Regions from separate parts of the Canis lupus genome. Here region 2 is linked to region 1. Evidence: chromatin contacts called from public Hi-C data. All regions are on one chromosome and are shown on one strand. The core of a region is the stretch at or near the end of the contact, and the rest is flanking DNA. Distances in the headings are between cores, read along the strand shown.

Region 1 (7,203 bases), core at 1,722-4,221:
ACTTTACTTTAGGCCTGACAGGGAGAATATGTATGTCAGATATGCTAAAACAAATGACTCCAATTCTTCACCTCTACCTTTTTGGCTCTTGCAGAAGTTCTGGGGATTAAGCCTGGCTAGACAAGTAAGTAACAGGTGAAACAGGCCTTGTTAAGGAAGGTTCAGAACAGATTTCACCTTAAAAGCAACAGGGAACCACTGAAGACTTTTTTTTTTTTTTTAAGATTTTATGTATTTGAGAGAGCTAGTGTGAGAGCAAGAGCAGAGGGAGAGGGAGAAGCAGACTCCCTCCTGAGTAGGGAACCAGGAGGGCAGGGTGAGTGGGGTGGTGAGGCTTGATCCCAGGACTCCAGGATCAGGACCTGGGCTGAGGCAGATGCTTAATCAAGGCTGAGCCCCCCAGGCGTCCCACCACTGAAGAATTTTAATAATAATAGATTTAAGTTTCAAAAAGACAACTTTCAATGCATTGTAGAGATTGGATTAGAAAGGGAGAAAATGAAATATGGAACCTGGTTTAAGGAAGCTGTTGTGGGCAAGCAAAATTTTAGGTACTGCTGGTGGATCCAGAATTAAGTGAACTGGCTTGGAGATTTTCAAGGGTTTAATGGTTAATTGGGTTCAGAGAGTGAAGATGACTTTTAAAATGACTACTTACTGGCTTGGGCAATTGGGAAGCTGACAAAGCCAACCATTTAGGTTCTGATAATTAGAAGAGTGAACCAGGAGGCAATTAATGCTAAGGAGAGAAATAATGGTGGTTTGAATGGGGGATTAACATTAAGGACAAGGATCTGAGAGATATTTAGGAAGGAAAGATTGACAAGACTTTGTAACTGCCTGATATGAGACATGTAAAAAAAAAAAAAAAGAGTCAAAGATAATACCCAACTCTCTGACTTACATTATGTAGATGGTCACAGTGGTAGATTACCTAATGGTCATAATGCCATTGCAGCTTTTACTCGTTAGGAGTGCTGCTCTGAGACTGCCGTGAAAAGAAGTTGGGTTGGCTTACTGGAGGATGAGAGATCACATGGAAGAGAACCACGTCACCCTTGCTGACAGCAAAGAATGAAGCCAACTTGGACCTTTCAGTTCAGCTGACCTACTAGCTCAACACAGCTCCATAATGAGCCAGAGGAGATCAACAGAGGAACTGTTGACAAATTATGAGAAATTTTATTTTAAGCCACCAAATTTTGGGATGGTTACACATCATTGATAATTAAAGACAGAAAAATCAGGAAAAGTCAATGTAAAATGTTATTCCTTATCTTTGCAAGGTGGTGAACTCAAATTACCTAAGATTGGCAAAAAACAAAAAAAAAAAACAAAAAAAAAACAAAAAAAAAACTACAACAACAAAAAAAACCACATGCACAAAAACAAAAAAACTCCAGTACAAAGTTTAGAGAAGGGTCTTCCAGTAATTTCTAAGGCACCAAATGCCTGAATAACAGAATACCGTAATACTAGAGAAGTTAAAAATCCACCTTTTAGGGGTTGCAGAAACAAAAAGGCACGATCTTCAAACTCTCCGAGGAAAGAAAAGCAGAGGCTGTTTGTAGAGGCCTTCGGTACAGGCCCTAACTCCCTTAAACTTCGCACGAGTTAATGAAACCAGGAATCCTAGGAGAAGAACTTTTCAGAAGGGTCAGCAAAGAGAATACTCGAAGAATTGAGCTGATTCATGAAATGTGTAAAAGCTCCTACACAGTGCCTAGACAAGAACAAGTCATTCACGTAGCAAAACATGGATTGCAACCTTCTCAGGAGGAATTAACCAATATTAATTGTGCACGAGTGAATAGAAAAATAAGACAAAAATCAGCCCTTCCTCATTCAAAGATTAAGAGCGTTATCTGTTGTGTCAGTAAAGAACTACATAGAAACGTTGGTTAACAGTGCCCGACTTTAAACGAGATGAAGGCTAGCATTAAAAAAATTTTTTTTTTCAAAGATAAATGATGCTCTAGTATCGAGTGGCTCCTTTACTGCAACAACACGGTCTAAAACCGCAGACGGCCCTGAAATGCATCCAGCAGCACGTGAATAAGAGAGACCAGAGAGAAAACGCTAGCGGTGAAATTAGAGACCACTGACCATTGAAAGGAAAAAAGGAAACAGGAAGTGTAGCCTGGACCAAAGATTTGGTGGTGGTGGTGGGGGGGTGGGGGTTCTTTTAAAATTTCGTAAGTCTTATCACAAGCAACGGTAGTCCCTTGTCCTCTGCCCGTCGGAAAACCATCTTCATTCCTTTCCGGGATTTATTGCCCCCCCCCCCCCCCCGCTGTGCGGTTTACACGTTTTTAGGTGGAACGCTGCAAAAGAGAAGCGCTACTCAAAAGAAGGTTAAGTACTACTCAAGATACTCTGAAGTCAAGAGAAAGCCGCTAGAAGTCGGGAAGGGAGGGGAAGGGGAAGGGGAAGGGAAGCATCAACCCGGGAACGAAGCCACGTCGCCTTCTGGGCGCAGCGGGCGCTAAGGAAGCCCAGTCCTCGCACTCTCCCCAAGCGTGGCTACCAACTCAGGACTGAATGTCTCGTCTTCCCCGGCGCAACAGTCCTCCCTCGCTCCGGGCCGCCGCGGAGGTGATGGCCACTCACCGCTTGAAGGACCGCAGCCAGCAGCAGCCGCAGCCGCAGCGCCGGTCCGGAGCCGCCCGCCGGGTCCAGGCGCCATCGCTACGCTCGGCCGTCGGCCTGCGGCTGCCCGGAGGACCCCTCCGCTAGGGGCGTCCACTCCGGAGCCTGATCCGAAGCTGGCTGCCAAGGGCCGTTGCCATCAAATCCCCTACTCCGCGGAGACGGCCGTTACCTAAGGGTAAATGGAAGCTTAAAAGGCCGTCACACATCTTTATATTTGAGATGAATATAAAGTCGCCGGGTCCTTTCGAAAACCCCTATCAGGCATTCTGCTAAAGCCCCCAAGTCCGAGCCGCTCCGAGCTCCTTCTTTTCATTCACGACGTTTCGTCCTGCCGCCAGGAAACCCCGCCTTCGCCGGTTTCGGCCGGCCTCCTTCTCCAGGGTTACCCAATCGCAGGCCGATTTGGTTGACACCCCTGGCAAAGGAAACCAACCGGAACACGAACCACGAGCGGAGGCTCCCGGGGTTCTTCGGGCCAATAGGCGCCACGGGACGGGAGCAGGGGGCGGGGCCTCTGGTTGCCGAGCAGCGTACGTGGATGCGTGCGCGTGGAGGCGGAGGGGGATGGGCAAGGGGGCGGAGCCGAGGGCGGCGCAGCCGCAGCCGCAGCGCTGGCGGAGGAGCGCGCGGCCGCGAGCGAAGGAGGGAGGGAAGGAAGGAAGAGAAGGAGGCGGGCGGGCAGGCAGGCGGGCGGGCGGGCGGGCGCGGGGGTCGGGGGCTGAGGCAGTAGGAGAGGCGAGAGCCCGGCAGCCGCTTCGCGCTGTTTGCTGCGCGGGCTTCTGGAGGGGGCGGCCGCCGAGTCGGTCCGGGAGAAGCGGGCACCGGCGGCGTCGGTGCTGGCGCCTGGGGGCGGGGGACCGGGGAGGCGAGAAGGGGGGTCGCTGCGGTGCTTCTCTGGCTGTCGCGCTCTCCTCGCCGTTCTCTCCCGGCTCGGTGGGCTCCCCCGCGGCGTCCGCCTCGCCTCCGGGGCCCCGCTCCCCGCCCCCCGCGGTATGTCTTGATCCCGAGCAGCGGGTTTCATGGGGCTCCTTAGGATTATGATGCCGCCCAAGTTGCAGCTGCTGGCGGTGGTGGCCTTCGCAGTGGCGATGCTCTTCTTGGAGAACCAAATCCAGAACCTGGAGGAGTCCCGATCGAAGCTGGGTAAGCAGCAGAGCCCCTCCGGGGTGAGTGGTGTGCAAGAGGCCGGGCCACAGGGAGGCATTGCAACCGGAGCAAGTGAGGCTTTTTGCGTCTAAACCTGCGATCTGGCTCGGGGGGGTGGGGGCAAGAGGGTGAAAGGGCTTGCAGAGAGAGCTGGGGCTGGGGGCATCGAAAACACAAGCTCTGGGGACGGTGTGAGTCGAGCTGGAGCGGCGTGCTGGGCTCGCGAGGTCGCCAAGGTGGGCTTTCCCGTGCCGAAGGGGGATCAGAAGTCGGCATTCCCCCGGGGGAGGCGGCAGGAGGACGCCGAACTCGCTGGGAGCGGGAACTGCTGCTGGAGGCAGAAACGCGCAGCCTCGGGTGTTTCCTGGAGTCTGCTGAAAGCCGCCCGAGCAGTGTCAGTCCAGGGGTATTCTGATTTGGGATGTGGGCACCTCTGGATACAGGTCCTTGCGGGGGACGGACAGGTTCACCAAGGGATGGATGCTCGGAAATGGAGGGAGATACTGGGAATGATGGGGAGTGAAAGAAATACACTGTAGTGAGTTGCACTCTTGTGCTGGGGGCAGCAAGGGACCACACAACCGACGGGAGAACTGGGCTGCCAAGGTAGGACAGGAAAGCAAATACAAAGCTTCAGCGTGATCCTGAAAGGAGGCATCCTGGCATTTAACTACTTTAAAAAAAATCTTTTTTTTTTTTTTTTTTTTGCGGGGCGGGGGGAAGCTAAATTTCATTAATATTCAGGTTTAAGAATAGGAATATGTATGTACGTGGCCCCCAGGAATGATGTAGTGAGCTTATAGGAGGAGGGAACGCTGAAGGGGAATTGCAGTTAAGACTTAGATTTGTAAAAAAAAAAAAAAAAAAAAAAAAAAAAAAAAAAGACAAATTTGTGAAAGGAAGAGTAAAATTACACAGTTAATACAGCATATGCTTAAGTAACTAAGGAGTTAACAGTGCTTACTTTAATGAGCGGAGGGGTCTGAAGTGTATAACGTTGGGGTATGAAGTTGTGAACGACCAGCAGAACGCACCGGTAATAGGTCCCATCCAATCAAGAGGGGACTTTGGCATTTGGGAGGCGTTTGGGATGGGGAGGAGGTGTTAAAAGAATGTTTGCGATACACTTTGATTTAAAAATGTACGTGGCATTTAAAAGTCGGCTCAAGAGGCGGTAGTTTGAATATGGAGAAGTAATGCGAAGTGATTTTATGTGTATACGTTCACCTCAGCAGCCTTTGAAATACTTTTTGAGAAGCAAGCACTTAAAATACCAGCAGCAAAATCATTTAGACCAAGTGACAGCCAGAAGCTGCTGTGGATGATAATTAACGTGAAGGGAAAAGTATTAGTAAATAGTTGTAACGTTAGAAATACAGCTGCCTATTTGTAGTTTTGGCAGACTTTGGAAAAAGCGTGGAAACGTTTTAAAGAGCCATCTATCAAATCTAATCGAAGTGCAACTAAAATTGAAGGAGGAGCTGAGGATAATTCCAGTCCTCAACGCTAGGGTAAAACTTACCTGTACAATTTTGAAGAGATACTAAGTTTATTTACCGTGATTTTATTAATGTGTCTTGTGTGATGGAAAAATTAATCACCTTCAACATTGACAATTGACCAAAACACGTTTCCTTTTTGTTTGGATCCACTTAGCATTCAGGGCCATATTCTGGCCTCATTAATGATCCAACTTTACAGAAAAAAATGACTCATCTTAGAGAAATTTGAAAGTTATGTTAAAATTAAGATTTGAACACATTGCAGTGGTTAGGATAACTTCAATTTTTTCTTTTTTTTGCCTCAGATTTTTTTCATAACACTTGAAAGTGGTTTCCATAGACACAACCTAATTGATTTTTAAAGAGAGGATTATCTTAACGTGTAGAAAGCCACAGGTAGAAGGTCTGTTTTTTTTTTTTTTTCATGATTGTTTACAAGAAACCTTTAAATTTCATCATAAATAGGAAGTACAGATCAAACCAAATACTCAAAAATGAGCCAAGAAGAGCTCAAATACAAAACGCTTGCAGGAAATATCAATGCTCTGGAGCTGCAAAAACATGGCAAGTAAAATGTGTAACTTTGTATCAGCAGTCTTGATTTTTTAAAAAGAAAAGCCTTACAAAAAGCAGTACTAAAAGAGTTATTACCAGTTAATAATCTTCCTTAGGGAAGGAAAGCAGAAGGCATAGTTTGACCATAGCCTCTATACCAGGCACTTCCATATGTGATATTCTTATGTAATCTTCCAAGAACACCATAGAAAGCTGTCTTTACAGATGCAGAAATAGGCTTATAGGTTATACATTTGACCACATAGCTAAAAGTGCTAAAGTCAGGATTGGAACCCAGGTACGTGTGATTCCAAATCAAGTGCTTCTTTAATTATACCAGGCTGCTTGGGACTTTATATTGACATTAGACCAAGATTTAGCAGTTTGAATAGAATTTTTAAATAGTAATATCAATGTTTAATTGCATTTATTGCTAAGAATGAATATAATTCTGGGAAAATCTAATTTCTGACACAAAGAAATTGGTTTAGTGTAATGTCTGCTCCTTGTTTATATCTAAATAATGAACATAATAATATTACACAATGAAATGACTGAAATAGTTTATTTCTGTTGTAGCATAAAAGTCTGGAGTTGTTTTCTCTAAGTGTAAGGGTTTTTGCAGGCTTATGCAAAAGTTATAAAGTTTACACAAATCTATCATTTTAGGGAAGTAGATTTCTTTTGTTACTTGGGAAGATTTTTTTCCCAACCAAGATTATGTACATTCTCTATATTTTGTTATAGTATCTTATAATTTTTATTTTTTACATTTAGTTCATTAAAGCATTTATACATTTATAGAGATTATTTCTTAAATGAATAGCAACTTATGGCAAATAATATATTAACGAATCATCTGTTTTCCTCTGTATGTTACAGTTCTTTTTTTCATATATTACAATTCCTTTTTTTCATATATTAAAATTTCCTATGTTTTTGGATTGATTTTGGACTCCATTTTTTCTACTAGTTACAGATTCCTTAAACTCTCAAGACCTATGATAGGCTTCAAGGCATCCATGAATTCTCTGAAATTATATGTATAGGTTTCATCAGATTTGCAAAGGCATATGTGATCCCCTTAATGGTAGGAAACACTGACTTGCAGTAGATGGTTCGTATTTAATGAAGCACATTTTTTATTTCTTTGTTTTTAATATTAGCATGTTATAACATGCAAGTTGTGAGTTACATTCAGGATACAAACACATTAGTTATGTAAAAAGTTCTCTGGGGTGTTATGTTGAAAAACTTTATTAAAATGTATACTTAATTTTTCTAATGAGATATGGGAGATAACATGGAGCCAATGAAAACTGTTACTTAGCTTACTACTTAGCTGTTA
Region 2 (7,203 bases), core at 1,321-3,820, 170 kb before region 1:
TACAGGCTGGAAGTGAACATTTAAAAGCACTCTGGATTCCTCCTTGGCATTTCACCACACTTTGCTTATTCAATTTCTGTTTTACCAGATTAGTCACAAACTCCCGTGACAGCAAGGGCTATCTGTCTTGTTGCCTGCCATATTTCTAGCCACAAGACTAATGCTGTATGGCACATAGATGTCCAAAAAATATTTACTGAATGAATGCATAAAAGAATGAAGTGGTGGGCAGCCCCAGTGGCTCAGCAATCTAGAGCTGCCTTCAGCCCAGGGCCTGATCCTGGAGACCCGGATCGAGTCCCGCGTCGGGGACTCTCTCTCTGTGTCTCTCATTAATTAAAAAAAAAAAAAAAAATCTTAAAAAAAAACAAAAACGAAGTGGTATAATTGAAGTCATGATTAAGAAACTAATGAAAGAAAAGAGAACAAAAAAGTGCTAAACATTCAACTTAAAAAATATGTACAGTAAAGCCATCAGAAGTGCTAGCAGAATAGAATGCGCAAGTCCAGGAGGTAGAGGGAAAACCAGGAAATTATAAGGGTCTCTAAAGGAGTGCATCGTTGGAAAGGTGGTGACTAGTCACTGTGAAGTCTGAGAAAAAGCCGATGAGTTAATCAAGAGGATAACTGGCAACCTCAAGAATGCTATTTAGGTATAGTTATAGCAGTGTAAGTCAACTGCATTCAAACAGGGAAGAAATGGATAGTAAGGAAATGGAAGTCTTATGATTTTGTCAGTGAAACAACAGAAACAGTATTATAGCCCGGAAGGGCTCAATAGGAAGAAGTGAACAGTTTGTTGTTGTTTTCAAGTTAGGAAGATCTACATGTTTGAGGAAGAGGATTCAGAATTTTTTCCTTTAATGGTGGACACAGTCTTGTGATCCTAAAATAGAACAATTATGCCATAGATTATGGCAAATATACCTATTGTGAAAGTAGACGTCTAGAAAAAAGTGCTTTTCTATATAAAAATCTAAAATGGACAGTAAGTGAAAAACAAGATTCCTGATTACACATTTCCTTATTTCTGGGAAAACAGATGACAGATACATGAAGTGGTTTCCGTCTTGGAGACTCATTCTTTTGGAGTTACCTTAGAAAGAAGCAGTTGCTTCTGTCACCACCACAAAAAAAAAAAAAAAAAAAAAAAAGAACACGGATATTTTTATATGTATCTGCTGTTCGTTATGTCTTTTAGGAAGTAATCGTTCAGCCTTTAATAACAGCTAGGGCTTCTGAGACTGCTTCAGTAAATCACTTAAGTGCGAACATGGGCTCGTCTCGTTGCCTGCTGGGCCTGCATTTTCCCAGCCCTAATGTCAAAGACACAGCGACAAAAAAAAAAAAAATAACATGGACTGTTTTCTTACTCTTGAAATACTGTCTCTCCCTCTGTGCTAGCACCTATTTTAACTTAATTCAAGCTTAGGCTGTATCATGAAAGATGCTTAGGAAGTTACATGGGATCGTGGGCTCCTGAACAGATTCCGCATCATATTCTCGTTTGTCATTAGAATTCCCCAGGCTGGGGCAGCCCGGGTGGCTCGGCGGTTCAGCGCTGCCTTCGGCCCAGGGCGTGACCCTGGAGACCGGGGATCGGATCCCGCGTCGGGCTCCCTGCCTGGAGCCTGCTTCTCCCTCTGCCTGTGTCTCTGCTTCTCTCTCTGTCCCTCATGAGTAAACAAAATCTTTAAAAAAAAAAAAAAAGAAAGAAAGAATCCCCCAGGCTGGCTGTTAGGGCTTAAGAGTTAATCTATCTCACTCACCACTTTATACTTCTATGTGTCCTCCACCTGGCACTTCGTGTCCCCCGTCACCAGACTTTTGCACATAGGAGGCCTAGAGTGTTGCTCCGGTAATCCAGGCAGTCACAAAGTCCCTGCAGCTGCAAACTGTTAAAAGAGCTTCAGGTGGGGGCGTGAAGACCCGGACGGTTGTCAAGTAACCGAACTGCGAGCTTCTTGCGGCCCGGGACAGTCTTGACCAGCCCCTGCCTCAGTCCTGGTGCACAGAAGACCCCCGATCATGCTGAATCAACAGCCGACTCGGTGGGGACTATAACTTCAACCCTATTCTGCAGCCGGGTGCTACAGCATGACAGCGAACTGCTGGTTCTGATCTCACGGAGGGTGTAATCCGACGCTACAATTTTCCAATTTTCTCTTACAACAAAAAAAGGGGGACGCCCGGGTGGCTCAGCGGCTGAGCGCCGGCTTCGGCCCAGGGCGAGATCCCGGAGTCCCGAGATCGAGTCCCGCGTCGGGCTCCCTCTGCCTCGCTCTCTGGGTCTGTCATGAACAAGTAAATAAATCTTTAGAAAAAAAAGGGGGGGGGGATAATTGGGGTTATCTCTGCTTGCGGTTTCCAGGGGCTTCACCTGCACGCCGACCACAGCCACTCGGCTCTGGAGGCTGCGGCGCGACCTCCCGGCGGCGCCGCGGCCCCAGCTTCCGGCGCGCCCCGCGACTGCGCCGCCGCGACCCAGGAGGGGTCGCTGTTCCCGCGAGAGCCTCTGGAAAGGCTCCACCCCGCGGCGGGCGCCGGCTTCCTCCGCCCGAGGCCCCGCCCCCCATGGCGGATTACCGGCGCGTCAGTGTCCCGCACGCCCCCCGCGGCTGGCGCCGACGCTAACGCTCAGCTCCCAGCGCCTCGGGCTCGGCCGCCGCCCCCCAAACCCCCCCGCCCCCCCCGGGGCGCGCGGCCCGCCCCGAGGCCCTCGCTCGCTCGCTCTCCTCGCCCCACCCTCTCGCTTCCCCTTCGCGGAAACGACAGCTGCGGCGGCGGGCCTGGCGCCGCCTCCCTCCACCTACCACGTCTGCCCCCGCCACTCCCTCCCGGCGCACCAGCCCGGCTGCCGCCCAGCATGAACATCATGGACTTCAACGTGAAGAAGCTGGCGGCCGACGCGGGCACCTTCCTCAGCCGCGCAGTGCAGGTACCGCGGCGGGCGGGGGCCGGGGGCTGGGAGGAGGGGCGGCGGCGCTCTCCGCACCGGTTCCCCCGGGCGGGCGGGCGGGCCTGCGGCCGGAGGCCTGGGTGCTGGGTGCTGGGCGCGGCCTGCTTCCCCTCCGGGGCCCCGCGGCCGTCTTCCAGGCCCCCTGGCGCTCCACCGCCGCTTCTCCGGAAGCGAGGCCGGGTGGGGCCGGGGCCCGGAGCTCCCCCCGCGGCGCTCCCGCCCCGCGGCGCCGGCGCCGGTGCGAGGGCCCTTGGAGCCGCGCGCAGCGGCCGAGGGACGGACTTCCTCGCACCGCCCCCACCTTCCCTCAGGTCGGCCTCGCTCTCGCCGCCGCGTCCCAGAAGTCTCCTTTTCCGTCAGCCGCCCGTCTCCCTGACAGGACGGTCACCGGTGGGCGTCCCGCTCCGCCGAGGCCCCGGGAGGCCCGGCCTTCGGGGGTTCCCGCTCACGCTGAGAGTGGGAAGCAGCGGCGGCTGCCGGACGCGGAGAGGAGCCGGGGGTGGGGGTGGGGGGTGGGGGTGTGGGGGGGGCGCCGTTGTCGCCAGTTCTGCGTTTCAGATGTAGCTCTCTGGCGGCGTTGCGCAGTCAGGGAGGCGTCCGCCCTGGGGACCCGGGGACGGTTTTCCCCCGTCGTCGCCCACATTATGCCGACTCCGTTAAATCTGTGAACAGACGTAGAATTTCACCACAACACGAGTTACAAGCCAGCCGGCGTTTTAAGGCAATGGCATAGTCCCGGCAGAACAACATTCTCCTCTGTGAAGAGAAAACAAAAACTAGTTTTCTGACAGGCCTACCAAAACAGATAACCGCGGTGTAAGTCACGCGTCCGGCGTTTACTACTCTGTCTCCTTTGCCCCCAGTTTTGTTGTTAGAGTTGCTCTTACAGTGCACTGTTCCTGGCGAAATAAATGAAGAAGAAGGAAGAAAAAGGGGGGGGGGGGCGGAATGGAAGAACTAGAGCGAAGTAATAGCTGCTTATGTTGTGGGGAAAAAACTGTCACACAGTTGCAAGGCATTTGACAGATTATCCTATCTAATTTTGCCAGATGTTGTGAGCTCCTATTATATATGAGGAGGCCGCCTCAGAGAGGTTAAGAAACTCGCTTAACTTGCACGGCTAGTAAGCTTGCTGTCTGGTGTGCTGCTGGTTGCAGGCTGCTCCTCTCTTCCAGGGTAGGCTTTGCAGATAGAGAGTAGTAAGAATACAACAGGCTGGAGAGACCTTAAATATCGCCTGGTACTCGAATCTCAGCATTTCAGTCACATTGAAGCAAGTAGCGGTTAAGGCATGCGAAATTCCTTCTTGGTCTTGATTTCTAAATTCTGACATCTGCATAGTAAGTGATAGGCTAGCTCCCCTTTCTCCATGAAAATATAAGCTATGTTGTGAAGACATTGAGTGGAACGGTTAAAATAATTTCTTGATTTAAATTAACCTACTTTGAATAGCTCAGAGACGGAGGGCAAGAGAACGAGTGGTTGAAGGTCTGAAATGAATTTGATATATGAGACTTAATGTAACCTGAAAAGAGGCCCTTGGTGTTGTTTATTTCTGATTCCCAATGATTTTGTTTGCTGAGTGGAGATTTGACATTATGATGACACTGTTTTAAAGACAGGTCTGTTTTCAGGTACATAATCCACCGTTTAAATAGGACACGTGTACTAGAATTTGATTTAAATTGTTGGTAGCCTTTATTTAAAAAATCTAGCAAAGCTCTCAAAAGATGTAGTTCCTAGATGAATTTCAGTTACTCATAGTTTCACATTCTTTAGTTTTTAAAGTCTATGCTAATCTGTTAGCTATCAAATAATTTTCACTATTAAATACTTCTATGCCTATACCGTGTCTGCCTGACACTACTATTTTGGACACTGGTGATAATACCAGTATATAAAATTAGCAAGACATCTGCACTCCTGGAGCTTACAATCAAACAGTAAATACATCAGATGATAGAGAAAAAAGGTCACAGGTGATAAGTTAATGGCGGGGGGGCGGGGGGCGGGTGGTGGTGGCAATTTTTGCCATCTTATTTAGACATAAGATTACGACAAGCCTTTCTAGTAGGATCAAATTCCAAGAGACCTCAAGGAAGTGATAGTTCAGTTTTTTGGAGGAAAAGCACTTTAGGCAGAAGGAAAAAGTCCAAATACTTTGAGGTTCTGGCGTACTAGGGACATCAGTTAGGGAGCTGTAGCCATAGCATAGGCAAAAGGTGATAGAACGTAGGTGAGAGAGATGATATCATAGAAGGTTCAGAATCTTTTCAGTATGGTTCCCAAATTGGCTGTAGGTTAGGAAGGAAAGATGAGTTAAGGATGACTGTAAGGTTTTGGCTTGAGCCATATACTGAGAAGGGATAGATTTCAGGAGGAACAGACTCCTTCAATATGTCTTTTTTACATTAAGTCTGTATCTGTTAGAAATAGTTTCTGAAATATTTATGTATAAACTATAGCATGTCTGAGGATTTCTTTAAATATTCCAGAAGAGAAAAAAGGGGACTAGTTGAAACATTGGCAGAATGTTGACAGTTTTGAAGTTGAGTTTCAATATACTATTACACTTTTGAATGTTTGACATTTTGCACAGTACTGGGGGCTTTTTTATTACGTAAGAAAAAAATTAATTCCAAAATGTAACACGTGAAATTTGGAATGTTGTGTGGTAATTTTCAACAAAAACACTATTTTGTCATTTTAGTATTTAGTCAATAATTGAATTCCCAGTCTAAATTGCATTGACATCCGTATAGTGTCAAGTGCCAAGTTTCATGCTAAGAATAGGGTAAGAGCTATGCCAGTTACTCATTATAAGCAATAAGAACAGAAGGAATGGAATTCAGCTTTCTCATTTCTAAATAATAATTTCTATTCAAATTAAATTATACCTTAAGGAATAGATCATTCTCTGGGTGACCGACTGCCATATCTTTTTTCATTCTACTTAAAAATTTTTAGGTTAGAAACTAAGCATTTTCTGTTTTAAAAAAGAAAAACTATTACACAAATGAGTTTCATCACTCTACTCTCATAACATCTGTTTATATGCCATGCAACTTTGAAAAAATGTTGAGGTAAAAATTATAATCAGTAAGAACATACATTCCTTAACACTCTGTTTGGATGTTTTTGTTATTCTTAACTCCCTCAAAATGATAGAATACAAAAGCATCAGGTAATTTGTCCTCCATAAGTTACTTTATTAGTGTCTTAAAAGCCATTTATTCTTACTATCTGTATTTTTGGTCCAGACGCCTGTGTTGAGCATTATATACTCCTTTCCTGCCTTGTCTTTTCTCTCATATATACTGTATTCCTATCAAATTATTTTTTTAATTTCCAAAATACATTGTACTTTTCTAACGCTAGACTTGACTGGTCTTACAGTCTCATCTTGAATGCCCTCCGACCCCTCCCTCTGTCTTTCCTTCCTTCCAGATAAAACTCCAAGCCCATCTCAGACCACAAGAGCTTGATGTGAATTCCTGTGTTATTTTTCAATTCCGTATGATCATGTGGCACTTTTCTTGGAATGAACTGTTATGTAAAGTCACTTAGAGCTGTAAAATTGTTACTATATGGCTTTCACATCTTTATATTAAGATTGTATGTCCTGAGGAATCAACTTTGTTTCTTCTTTCCCTCTCATGGTATCCAACATTGTTCTTTTAAAATTTTTTATATGATTTTAACCAGGCAGGGTATCTATATGAAAGATACTCTTTGAATCGTGTAGCATGTTAAATAATTTTGTTATTTTTATTAGTATTTTCTAACATTATGTCTGCTGAACTTGAAGTTGACTAATGCCAGTCTAAAAGATTAAACTATTCTCGGGCACCTGGATGGCTCAGTCGGTTAAGCGTCTGCCTTCCACTCGGGGTCCTGGGGATCAAGCCCCAAGTCTGGCTCTCTGCTCAGCGTGGAGCCTGTTTCTCCCGCTCCCTCTGCCTCCCTATCCCTCCCACTCCCCCTGCTTGTGCTTTCTGTCAAACAAATAAAATCTTTAAAAATAAATATTAAACTGTTTAATTCAACCTATATTTATTGAGTACCTCTTGGGTGCTTGGCACTGAAGTGCAAAGATGAATGAGACCTAGTTGTTGCCCTCAAAGACTTAGTAGTCCAGTCCCGGTTTGTCATAATTATTTCTTTTTCTTTGTAATAAATATCCATTTTGTGAAGTACTGTTCTGTTACTTCATTTGATAAATGTTTCAAGTGGACACATTTTTA

Evidence for each region. A called contact is a pair of places that touch in the nucleus more often than the background predicts.
Region 2: a contact with region 1 is called in a Hi-C map of blood, with 2.5 times the contacts expected there. The contact joins the promoter of SH3GLB1 here to the promoter of SELENOF in region 1. A contact is called at or near these places in 2 of 9 Hi-C or Micro-C datasets (amygdala and blood).

What each region holds. Positions count from the first base shown.
Region 1 is chr6:61,830,308-61,837,510 of UU_Cfam_GSD_1.0, reverse strand. It overlaps SELENOF (selenoprotein F), which reads right to left and starts at 2,971. Exons shown (of 6, transcript NM_001114760.2): 1 at 2,661-2,971; 2 at 2,611-2,659. The coding sequence starts at 2,686. HS2ST1 (heparan sulfate 2-O-sulfotransferase 1) reads left to right here and starts at 3,361. Exons shown (of 7, transcript XM_038541464.1): 1 at 3,361-3,795. The coding sequence starts at 3,672.
Region 2 is chr6:62,002,782-62,009,984 of UU_Cfam_GSD_1.0, reverse strand. It overlaps SH3GLB1 (endophilin-B1), which reads left to right and starts at 2,570. Exons shown (of 9, transcript XM_038541469.1): 1 at 2,570-2,938. The coding sequence starts at 2,867. It overlaps LOC119872280 (a long non-coding RNA gene), which reads right to left and starts at 2,266. Exons shown (of 4, transcript XR_005361312.1): 1 at 1,770-2,266.